Linked DNA regions of Zea mays: region 1 is linked to region 2. Evidence: chromatin contacts called from public Hi-C data. All regions are on one chromosome and are shown on one strand. The core of a region is the stretch at or near the end of the contact, and the rest is flanking DNA. Distances in the headings are between cores, read along the strand shown.

What was found. Hi-C and Micro-C count contacts between places; a contact is called where the count stands out from the background.
Region 1: a contact with region 2 is called in a Hi-C map of leaf, with 7 times the contacts expected there. The contact joins the promoter of LOC109946017 here to the enhancer-like site in region 2. A contact is called at or near these places in 5 of 25 Hi-C or Micro-C datasets (ear, endosperm, leaf and 1 more).

What each region holds. Positions count from the first base shown.
Region 1 is chr4:45,164,060-45,169,817 of Zm-B73-REFERENCE-NAM-5.0, forward strand. LOC109946017 (60S ribosomal protein L32-1) reads left to right here and starts at 1,254. Exons shown (of 4, transcript NM_001364995.1): 1 at 1,254-1,381; 2 at 1,510-1,601; 3 at 2,859-3,040; 4 at 3,167-3,442. The coding sequence starts at 1,512. The coding sequence ends at 3,296.
Region 2 is chr4:44,785,499-44,791,690 of Zm-B73-REFERENCE-NAM-5.0, forward strand. No RefSeq gene overlaps it. Among protein-coding and RNA genes, the nearest start is that of LOC103653188, 60 kb to the left of the region's middle. Within about 2 kb of position 1,838, at least 16 of the 20 cell types and tissues checked have an H3K27ac peak or open chromatin away from gene starts, as enhancers often do. A contact at or near this core is called in ear, leaf and tassel, where this site is marked.

The sequences.
Region 1 (5,758 bases), core at 4-2,503, 380 kb after region 2:
TGTCCTGTCCTCCCTCCATACGGGTCACTGTAGCTTGCTCGGTATCAACGTTGCGGTACCCGACGGGTCCTGCAAAGTGGGCTTACGACAAGGTTTAGGGTTGTGTCCAGTACAACTTAATCTTCTGTCATACCCCTTGCGTCACTATCCAGCACGCGTAGGTATACACCCGATATGTGGTATTGTCTCGTTCTTTTCCGTATTGTAGAGACTTCAATGGTGATGTTTCCATGACTAGAGTTGACTGACCCCGCAAGTTAGTGAGGGTATATCGTGGGCGCACGCGGGGGTGTTCCATCATGTCTGTCAGAGACCGTTTGGTACTGTATGTACGATCTAGACGTTGTTTGATGATATTGCATCTTGTCTCGGCCATCATGGGCCAAAAGCGTCGTCCCGGGTTCCTTCCTTGCGGGTCCGCTTGGCAGGGACTTGGTCATTCGCCCCGGCTCACAGACTTGTTCGGCGGGGGTTTGGTCGTTCATCCCGTCTCGTAGGTTTGCTCAGTGAGGACTTGGTCGTTCGTCCCGCCTCACGGGCTTGCTCGACGGGGACTTGGCCGTTCGCCCCGCCTCGCACACTTGCTCGGTTTGCTTGCCCTGGCTCGTAGGTAGACCTGATCATGGGCCACCGGACCCGACCAACCCGACCCGATCCCGCCCCAAAAAACCCGGCCTGATCCGACCCGACCAATGCAATGGGCGGGTACAAGCCATAATTTTTTACCCGTTATAATTCACGGGCCGGGTACGGGGACCCAAAAACCGTCCCAACCCGAAAAAACCCGACCCGACACGTCAAACATGGAGGCACGGGCTAACACGACCCGACACTAGGCACGGGTCGCGGTACGGGCCGTGATAAATGGCCCACGACCCGACCCGACCTGACGTTTGAACATGTCAACTTGTAGGCTTACTCGACGGGGACTTAGTCGTTCGCCCCGCCTCACAGACTTACTCGGCGGGGACTTGATCATTCAGCCTGACTTGGAGACTTGCTCGGCAAATGGGTCAGAGAGAGATTGCATGCCTTACTATGGATACTCCTTTCCTAAGTAATCGACAGTGGGAACTGGCTTAATTACATGAAAAGGCCCACTTAAATCTGACCCAGCACAGGGACTCAACTTGCCGTGTTATTCTCCGAATAGCTGACATTTTCAGCGAAGCGAGGCCCAATAGCATACGAGCCCATCCACCCCGATCCAACCGTCCGGCTGCACAACACATATGAACACATCCCAGCCGCCCATTCGACCAGTCTGTCTTCGCTAGGGTTTTTAGCCCGTATAAGAGCCCCTTCCTCACTCCGGAACCCCATTCCCCGCCGCCTCGCGCCCCCGCTCGCTTCACTTCTCTAGGTGCGCACCGATCAGAAGGTGCCTGCCTCCTCCTCGTCGGCGAAAGTATCCCGCTGGTTTCCTTGTTCCTTTGCTCGATGTTTGCTCATCGCCTCATGTTTGCGTGTTTGCTGTTGTTTGTCGGTGGTCGGTGGGTGACGGAGCAGAGATGGCGGTGCCGCTGCTGACGAAGAAGATCGTGAAGAAGCGGGTCAAGCAGTTCAAGAGGCCCCACCTCGACCGCTACAAGTGCCTTAAGGTTTGAATCTCCACCCTCTTGTCATCTCTGGAATGGACTGTTCTTCGGAGGTGGATCTGTGTACTTGATAGAAGTCGATGGTTTGTAGAGCAGCGATATTCTTATGTTGCCTTGGCACTGGCTTAACACATGATGTATTGATACAGTATGATTACGTGCCTGGTTTAATCTTGCCTAGATCCGCATCGTTAATGTTTGTAACTGTAATTAGCTACGAGCGCTGGTTTAATCGTACCTAGATGGTTAGATCCAACCGGCTTATTTTGTAACTAGCCCATATATAGTTTTCTTGAATGGCATGCCGATGCTTGGTGACAGCAGATTTGCGTTACCTAGACTGCAAGTGCTTCAAACTGAAGTATTGAACTGCCTCTGTTTGGGTTGAATAAGTGTATTTGAACTCCCACGGACATATATATAGCAGCATAGATAATTACATTGCTTATCCCTTGCCCAATGGAATTTTCTCGCTTGATGTCATGGAATTTTTCGCATGTTTCTATTTTTATGTAGAGAAACATAACAATCATAGGGTTTTTCTGGTGTACATGATGAAATGCCCCCCTTTTGACATAATTTTGGTTCCTTCTGGTTATTCTGGCTCATATACTGTACAGTTAACCATGGTTGCATAAATTGAAATTTTGCGACAGCACATTTATGGAAGAGATATCATTTGAAGTTTTTGATTGCACCAGACAGTTAATGCTGGTTCCTATAGTTTATTGTTTTCAGAGCAGTCCATTTATACAAAAACGATCTTTTTTTGCTTAATACATTATTAGTACTCTTATCTTGTATCAGATCACAGCTTTAATATTTTTATAAACTGTTATCTTGGATAGCATTTTGTTCTGTCTGCTTAGCTTCTAGTTATGTAGCTGTATGACATGGAACTTTGAATACTTCCTTTGATCATAAGTTCGATTGTTTCCATGGCTGGGCTCAATTTTGAAGTTGGGTTTGCATATTATCATACTCTTATACTAACACGAGGTTCTTGTTGATAGAACCCTTTGCATATTGCTTCTTATGCATGGTTAGCCAAATAGAGGAAACACTGATAGATTTTGGTAGAACATTGTGGATTGGATTAGTTGTGGTATCTAGAATTCCCTCATTTTTCAATTTGTTTATTTCTATGTATGCCAATTACTTGCAGACATCTATTGAGCTTGTTTTTCTTATACCATTTCTTTGTATTTATTTCCCTCCATAGAGTAATTCTAAGTTCTGACTTGTTGATTCTTTGTACAGCCAAGCTGGCGCAGGCCAAAGGGTATTGACTCCCGTGTCAGGAGGAAGTTCAAGGGATGCACCTTGATGCCCAACATTGGTTATGGTTCTGACAAGTCGACCAGGCACTACCTCCCCAACAAGTTCAAGAAGTTTGTGGTCCACAACGTTTCTGAGCTGGAGTTGCTCATGATGCACAACAGGTATTGATTCTCATTGCAATTCTGTCTTTTGTCATTAACAATGTCTGCTGGTTGTGATCTGTTTGTGTGTTTGTAATCAGGACAGTTCGTTTTACTGACTTAAACTTCCTTCCCTTGCACATGCAGGACCTACTGCGCTGAAATTGCTCACAACGTGTCCACTAAGAAGCGCAAGGAGATCGTGGAGCGTGCTGCGCAGCTCGACATTGTGGTCACGAACAAGCTTGCTAGGCTCCGCAGCCAGGAGGACGAGTAGTCTGGTTTCTTGTCTTAACGACGAACTGGATGTTGCCATTCCTTTCTGTAGGAAACTACTTTGCTTGTGTCTTGTTAGTACTGAAAACCAGAGTCACTCCTACCTTTTTGCAATCAGTAGCTACTAAAATGTGGCAGATTCCACTATTTCCTTGCATCTATCTAAATTATATGCGTTACATGGTTTCACCTGCCATCTTGACATTCGTTGATAATACATAGCGCTCATTAGGCCAAGCTCTGCCGTTCCCCAGAGTTCCCGAGAGTTTATCCAATAGAGTAATTCTAAAAGATTAGGAGAAATGAATCTATCTTACTAAAACTGTTTGGTAAATAGTTCGTGAAGTGATTTCTAACTGGTTTTAGGGGGGAGCAGCGAGAAGTATGGTAAATAGTTCGTGAACTGATTTCTGACTGGTTTTAGGGGGGAGCAGCGAGAAGTTGGTGTTTTGGCTCACTCTTTAGTACAAAAATAAAGACTAGATTTACTCTGTTCCTGTTGATGGTTTTAGAGGGGAGCAGCGAGAAGTATGTGTTTTGGCTCACTCTTTAGTACAAAAATAAATACTAGATTTACTCTGTTCCACCGGAAAGGGAGCTGTTGACTAGATTTACTCTGTTCCTGTTGATTTTCACCGGAAAGGGAGCTGTTGGAACTCTCCCAAATGCCAAACACCCCCATAGCCATAGGCCATAGTGAGACTGCGTATGGTTGATATTAGCTTGTGTTTTAGCATAGGCTAGCTAGCTAGCAATAGCTAGCCGGAAACGAAGCCGTTGGAACTCTGCCAAACACTCGGTAGGGAGATCTCATAGGGTTGATAATTACCTTGTGTTTTGGCTTCTTTAGAGCAACTCCAAGAGACTAGGTATATGGTTTTGTAAAGGTAAATTTAGCTAATATTAGAAGAAAGTTGTATCCAATAGACTCTGTAAACGACTCTTCAAATTTAGTGGCTCTCTATTTCTCCATCTTCGCTCTCCAATTTTGGATAGCCTGCTTCACTCTCTATTCAGTCCGTAGGTTTACCGAGTCTGTTGGATTAGCCTACATTTTTTCTCTAAAATCTATTTTAGAGAGTAGCTAAATCAGTAAATTTGGCTAGTCTTTTTAGCTAATTTCTTGGAGTTGCTCTTGGCAGGCTACTCCCTGCGATCATAAATATATGACACCGTTTTTGACTTTTTTTAGAAAAAAACTTATTATTCAAAAAATAATAAGTTATAATTTTTGTGATTTGTTTTATAGTGTATGCTTGACTTAAAATTTTATATTTTTGAACAAATATTTTAAATAAGATGAATGGTCAAAGTATTCGAAAAAAGCTCGGTAGAGAGACCTCGTAGGGTTGATAGCTTGTGTTTTGGCTTCTTTAGCAGGCTACTCTCTGCGATCATAAATATATCATAAATATATGACACCGTTTTGACTTTTTTTAGAAAAAAACTTATTATTCAAAAAATAATGAGTTATCAGTTTTGTGATTTGTTTTATAGTTTATGTTTGACTTAAAATTTTACATTTTGAACAAATATTTTAAATAAGACGAGTGGTCAAAATATTCGAAAAAAGTCAGGTGTCATATATTTGTGAACCTAGGTAATATTATTTAGCAATAGTTAGCTGGTAACGGAGCTGTTGGAACTCCCCATAGGGAGACCTCGTAGGGTTGATAATTATCTTGTGTTTTTGGCTTCTTTAGCTAGGTTATTATTTAGCAATATCTAGCTTGTTTGAGATAGTGGCTTTGTGAAAGGGAAATGTGCCTCTGGGCCATTTCTATAATTGTTTTGGTGATTAGATGTCCAGCACATCGTTTTAAGTTTATAAGTACCAAGATGCAAATCAAGTAACAAGGTATGTCTCCGGACTTAGTAAATTGTTTTTGGGTACTAATATGTTTATCTAAGTGCTAGAGACATGGCCAAGAAAAGAGAAAAAGGATTGAAGAAGTGGCTATGATCAGCCAAACCAGCACCAGCCTAGCACACCGGACTGTCTAGTGGTGCACCGGACAGTGTCCGGTGCCCAGGCTGGCCCGGCGGCGAAGTGGCTGCTCTCGGGAATCGGCGGGGCGACGTGGCTATAAATCACCGGACTGTCCGTTGGTGCACCGGACTGTCCGGTGAGCCAACGGCGCCCGCGGCCAACGGTCACCTACGCGATCAACAGGTGACACGTGGCCGAGCCAACGGTCGGATGGTCACACCGGACAGTGTCCAGTGCACCAACGGGCCCGAAAGACCAACGGTCGGCTGCGCCCGATATGGAAGGAAATCGAGCACCAGACAGGTACTGTTCATGTCCGGTGGTGCACCGGACTGTCCGGTGCACCGCTCGACAGAAGGCAAGATTTGCCTTCCAAGTTGATCTCCAACGACTCCTAGCTTGGGGCTATAAAAGGGACCCCTAGGCGCATGGAGCAGTATATCAAGCATTCTCTAAACATCTTAAGACTTCTA
Region 2 (6,192 bases), core at 588-3,087:
ACACAACCCACAACCATGTCAATGCACATGATGTCATGCCAAGTTTTAGTTCTAGTAACACCAGGGGTGTTACATCCTTTCCTCCTAAAAGGAATCTCGTCCCGAGATTAAAGCTCGAGGCTAAGTAATGGAAAGGAAATGCATCACAATCTTTTTTTCTTATTTTCCAAGTTAAGTGATTACCTTTCTCTAGATTTACCTGGTCTAGTTCAATCAGTTGGCCTAGTCCAGCTTTCTTTTACATCATGTAGCCTTGTTTCATTTCTTATCTACGACGAGGGTTGAAGATCCAGTCTTCATATCCGAGAAGTACGGCGATCCGAATCGATTAATACCTAGCTGGGGATCTCCAACCACACGATATATGTAGCACTTAACCCTGGCTTATGTCAACTCACACTCGGGTTTCTCAAGACCAGAGCGGGTTCACGTGACCCGAGAGCACAGTACCCCACCATTTAGCCACTTGCTAGGTGGGAACACGTTACTCCCACCATCTCTCCACTCCCAGTGCGTGCGAGTTGTTCTTGTATTGGTCCGACCGAGGCTAAGATTTCCCATGATGAGGCATGTGGCTAGTTAAAGGGTCCTAGATCAGCAGGCCAACAATCGTTGCGGTCCTTAAGTGACACAGACGGGCGACCTTTCCAGCTCAACGTCTGGTCTCAAATAAAACTATTTCTGAAAACTTGGTACCTGTCAGAGATACCCTGCTGAAATGATGAAGTCATCAAGGCCTTTGATACCTTCATCACTCTAGTCCCTTTTTCTTTGTAAAAACATGATTCATATCTCAAAACATTTTGTTCCTAGTCTATAAGCATAATAAGCACATCTAGCTTTTCAAATCAGGTATCACGAATGATAATCCATAGTTCAAGGAAGTATGCAACAAAGTTTAATCATTCAACTCTTACCACCTAATGCAGCATATAAGTGATAAAAGTTTTATAACAACAAGGAGGTGGTAAATGCACTGGAGCTTGCCTTGATGAGGAGATGAGTCAGGCTCTTCTACTAGGATATTGCAGTTGGCAGCAAACCCTACTGGAGCACCCTCGAGAGTACCTTCAGGAACAACCTCAGTTGGAGAAGTTTCAGATGTAGGAACAGGCTCCTCTTCCACTTCCACTTCAAATTCTTCTTCTCGGTGCTCTACAAGTCAATATCAAGTATATGAATGCTCATGTAATGATATGCTATGCAAACTCTTACTCAGGGAGAGGTGGAAAGCTTAAATGCTCGTAATTAAACATTTAGTGATTATACTTATAGTTCTAGGTTACCTAATGTTGGCTTAACGCGATCAAACTAAATTTTCCTCAGAAAATCAGAGAATACATATTTTAAAGCTTGTCAACCTTGCTGTTTAATATTTTGTATGATTTAAGTTTTATTTAACCTTATAGTAATTCAAGGTTTAGAGTTCTAATTACCCATTTTTAGATAGTTTATGGTTCTCTAAGCAAATCGACTCCAAACAGGCTTAGATTTTTACCAGAAGCTACTCTAAGGAAAACTAATTTTTCCACAAATTTTTATGATTTTTGAATCTATGTTTTTATTTCTAAAATTCTTTTAGGCTTCTTAAGGGTACTTTAAAATGATTAAGAATTTACTAGTTGCTGAAAAAATCCTAAGAATAAATTTTAATAGAACTACATAATTTCTTGGATTCTACAAAATTGGTTTGGTAATTTTTGCAGTTTTCTACAATTTATGATGAATTCTGTAACCTGCTACCAAAAATAAAAAGGAAACTACCAATAGTACTGGGCCGAAACCGGTCCGAGAAGGCCCAGCACAGCCAGATATGGCGCCCTCGCACGAGGCACGTGCCTGCCGTTCCGCAGTTTTTCATTCAGACCCCCACTAAATCAATTAACCGAACAAGAGTCTCGTGCCCTATTCTGTTGTTTCACTAACATGTGCACCGAGGTCCTTTCCTTTTCGTTTATTCACAAACTCCGGTCCACGACCGTGGCTCCAGCGGCCCTAAGTCGAACACATGCTTGCGCGCTCGCAACTAGCCAACGGTGGCCGGCTCCGGCAAGGGTCAACACAACTATGTGTTATCCGAGCTCAGCCCAACATATCTCTTGAGTGAATCGGATTCAAATGACCTAAACCGCCCAGACCACAGTGACGGCGGAGACCTGAGCTCCGATGAGATAGACCGGAGTTTTTAACGCAGTAGCGTTCAACCCTTGGCTATGGAAAGTTTTAGCAATCTGTCAAGCATACGATGCTCACATTGGTTGGGTTAGGGAGGATCAGATTCAATCGGTCGACATGGAAGGTCTCCTCGACGGCGTTCACCGGATTGCTTGATGGTGTTCCGGTGAAACTACTACGGTAGAGTTCAAAAGGAAGATTTTGTGAGCAACACTATGACCCCTATGTCCTGAAATGTGAGCACATCGAACGTGTTACCTTCCCGAAAAGGTTGTCCACGGGGAGATGGGAGATTCGGTGGTGATGGTCACCACTGTTAGTGTCTGCACGACGTTCTGGCCTCCTCAACGAAACAGAGAGGTAGAGAGAGCTTGACGGTTTGTCTTAGATGCTGAGGGATGGCATGGCATAGGGCCTATTTGGTTCAGTTTTTTTTTCTGACCAGCTTTCCCGAGAATCTAGCTGTGGGAAGAATCTAGCAGTGTAGAGAATCTGAGTATCGTTAGGATTACGTGCGAAGGAAGATAAAATTGTTCATGAGGCTCAGGATCTATAAAGTGACGGATTACTACTATTGCGACGACTCAACCGATTATATGTTTATGTTGATTTTGAATGGTTTTTACCAAAACAAATTTTATAGAAGCTGGCTGAAAAGCTGAGTGTTTGGTAGTCCGCAGCAGCTTTTTGTGGCCAGAAGCTACAAAAAGTCGAAACAAACAGGGCGTAGTGAGCAGGCCAAGGGCTTAATTGAAATATATATACAGATTCAGTTTCCATCTCTTATCACCTCTTTGTTTAACTAGGGTCAAACACATGAGCTGCACTGGTTGGGGTTACACTGGGGGCTTTCACCGTGGCTAACTGGGGTTAAATTGTTCCTCTATATCAACTGCAGGCTTCCCATGCAGAGCCAAGCACATAGGAAACTTTACTTCTCCTTCTGTTGAATGTTGGACAGCAAGACAAATAGTGAAGCAACTGAGTCACTATGGCCAAGATTATTACCTCCTTGCTCTGATCCATGAAGTGGTAAAGCTGGGACAAGTTATCCCCCCTAGGCTACAAGTTCCTTTCGGTGCAATCACTAGAAACCTCCAGAGCACTGGTGGAGATGGATATGTTTCTCAGATTTCACAACCCTGAACTACTTCAGTCGACAGCAGTACCAACCTCATTCGCTCCTTTGCTCCCTTCTCCAAACAATGACAGACCTATATTACTGAAGCAATTTTGTTCCTTAACTATAGGTCTATAAGTTTACAATAGTTTTCCAGGGTCAAGGATACAAGAATCACAAACTATAGGTCCCCAAAGTTGGCTGAAATTCACAGGAACCATACCCAGTTATCTAAGACTGAGCACGAAACTTATAGCCTGACAGGGCACTTTCAGGTAGTTGTTTTTTCACCTTTTTGTGGGATCACATCCAACTCACTTAAGGAGATTGGTTCATTTACATATGATCTTCAACTTTGTTATAAAGATCACAGTCCAAAACCATCGAGAACAGGCACCACACAGCTCCAAAGTCATGCCAATCACTGAAATTCAGCACTGGCCACTATTCCCTATCTGAAAATTTCCAAAGTCTGCCAGCCTTCCTTCTAACACCATTTACTCCACCTTTTCATGTAGTACCAAGACCATATCCCTTAAACAAACTTGTACCCTAATAGCTACTCTACAACTTTATTACAAGGAGTATGGCTTAATACTTCATAAATCAGACACAAAGGAGCTCCCAAAGTTGCTAAAAACACATAACTTCAGGCTTTGAAAATAAACTAAGTCCAGAATTCCAGAGTAAGGCATAGTACCCTTGAACCAATTTTTCTACCAATTCCACACAGCTTTAGGGTTGAACAATTTAATCAAACTTGTGCACCAAGCGTAGCCCCACAGCTTTTTCATAGTGACCCTCCTACAACTGTCCATGGATTGAAAATTATTAAGGCCTAAATATAGGTAGTTAGTAATAATTTAAGGATTCAAAAACTTAGGTCCAGACTAAATTGTGTGCTTTTCTCTACGTTTTGTTGTTAAACTTGGGATTCTCCACATATGAGAGTTGTTTGTTATGGAAAACTTTATAAGTTTCATATTTTGACTTTTGGCCAAACGCTGCAAGATCAAAATTTCCACTGTTGGGGTTAAGATTAAAGTTTCTCCCACTAGGTCTTCTGTGATAGAACCACCCGAATTATTCCAGTTTAAGTGCCCAACTCGCACCTGTTGGGGGCCTTCGTCTTCCGAAGGTCCTCAAAAACACGACTAACATGTTTCCCAAGTATAATATGTGTACAGGAATCTTCGGACACGGGATAAGGTTGTACATGATATGAAGAGCGCAGTTCAGGAGAAGGATGAACCAATGCCGAAGCTACTCGTGGAAAAGCTTCGGCTCAACAGTGGAAAATGAAACCGACTTAAAGGGAAAAAGGCTGTCTAGTCCTCGATAGATTATCCCTAAGTCAATAGTAAATGTCAAGGGCATGAATGTAATTCCACACAGGCCGCGTCATGTGCCTATAAATAGATGAACAGTGATACCGTACTATTCACGCTGACTTGTATTCATTCGTGCGTCACACTTGAACTTTGGCCTTCTGTTAAACCAAAGGTACAAATGTAATTCGACATTGTTCATGTTTATTCATGATGATATAATAAAGATATATAAATGATGTCATATGATTATTTATGTTATTTCTCATGTTTCATATGTTTCTACTTACATTAATATACACTGTGATTATGAAGGTACGTCCTTCATAACCATCGTTTGAAGATCATTATATGCTAAGGGAAATAATGTTTCGAAGGATGAAGGACATTAACCACTAATGTTTTGTGTTGCCTTGTTCTTAACTCATAGCATTTGAGAACAAGTGACCAGCATTGGCGCCCACCTCCGGTGAACTCAATCGACCACCTTCGGCAAACCATGACCTTCGTCATGCCGCCGAAGAAAACTTATTCAGGGCTAGGGGCTGCACTGCAGCCACTGGACGTCAACCAGGACACACTGTGCGAAGCTCGAACTCAAAAGAGGAAGGCTACAAGTCCAACACCCCAGGAGGAGGAGCTGGACCAGGAGATAAGGGATCTCGAAGCTATCCATAAACATGTCAAAAGGAAGAGAGAGAAAATGCTTCGTCTTTCAGATCTACAGAAAAAGATCGATGAAGCTGCTGAAGAAATACGTCATCTTACTCAAGATGACCAGGACCGAAGACCTCCACAAAGAGAGCTTCGTCATGACAATTCCTACAATGATGATGATTGGTATGATGATTTTTCCATCATGGAAATTTTGCTTTTGATGATGCTTCTCCTCTATCAGCAGAACTGCAGGCTATCTCATGGCCCCCATCATACAAGCCACCGCAGCTCCCCATGTATGATGGGCACTTAGATCCGAAGCAGTTTCTGATGAGCTACGAAGCAACTATATCTTCGTACGGGGGCAACACCGCAGTCATGGCGAAGTCCTTTGTCATGGCAGTCCAAAGTGTGGCCCAGACATGGTACTCTTCTCTCCGGCCACGGACAATCACGTCATGGCAGAAGCTTAAGGACATGCTGGTCACTAGTTTTCAAGGGTTTCAGATGAAGCCAGTCACTGCTCAGGCCTTGTTCCAGTGCACACAAGACCATGAGGAGTACCTTCAGGCATATGTCCGAAGGTTCTTGCGTCTGAGAGCACAAGCGCCCACGGTGCCCAATGAAATCGTCATTGTGGCCATGATCAAAGGTCTTCGGCCAGGGCCTACGGCTCAATACTTCGCCAGGAAACCCCCCCAGACTCTAGAGAAGCTGCTTCAGAAAATGGATGGGTACATCCGGGCTGACATTGACTTCCGCCAAAGAAGGGAGGAAGCTTATAGATTTTCTGAGATGACTAGGGGCTTCAGAGGAAGAATCCACCCTAGGCATGTCAGGTCAATCCACAGCTCCAGTTAGAACGATGACAAAGGAAGCCAGTTTCAGAGGCCACAGCATAGCTCACAGTCT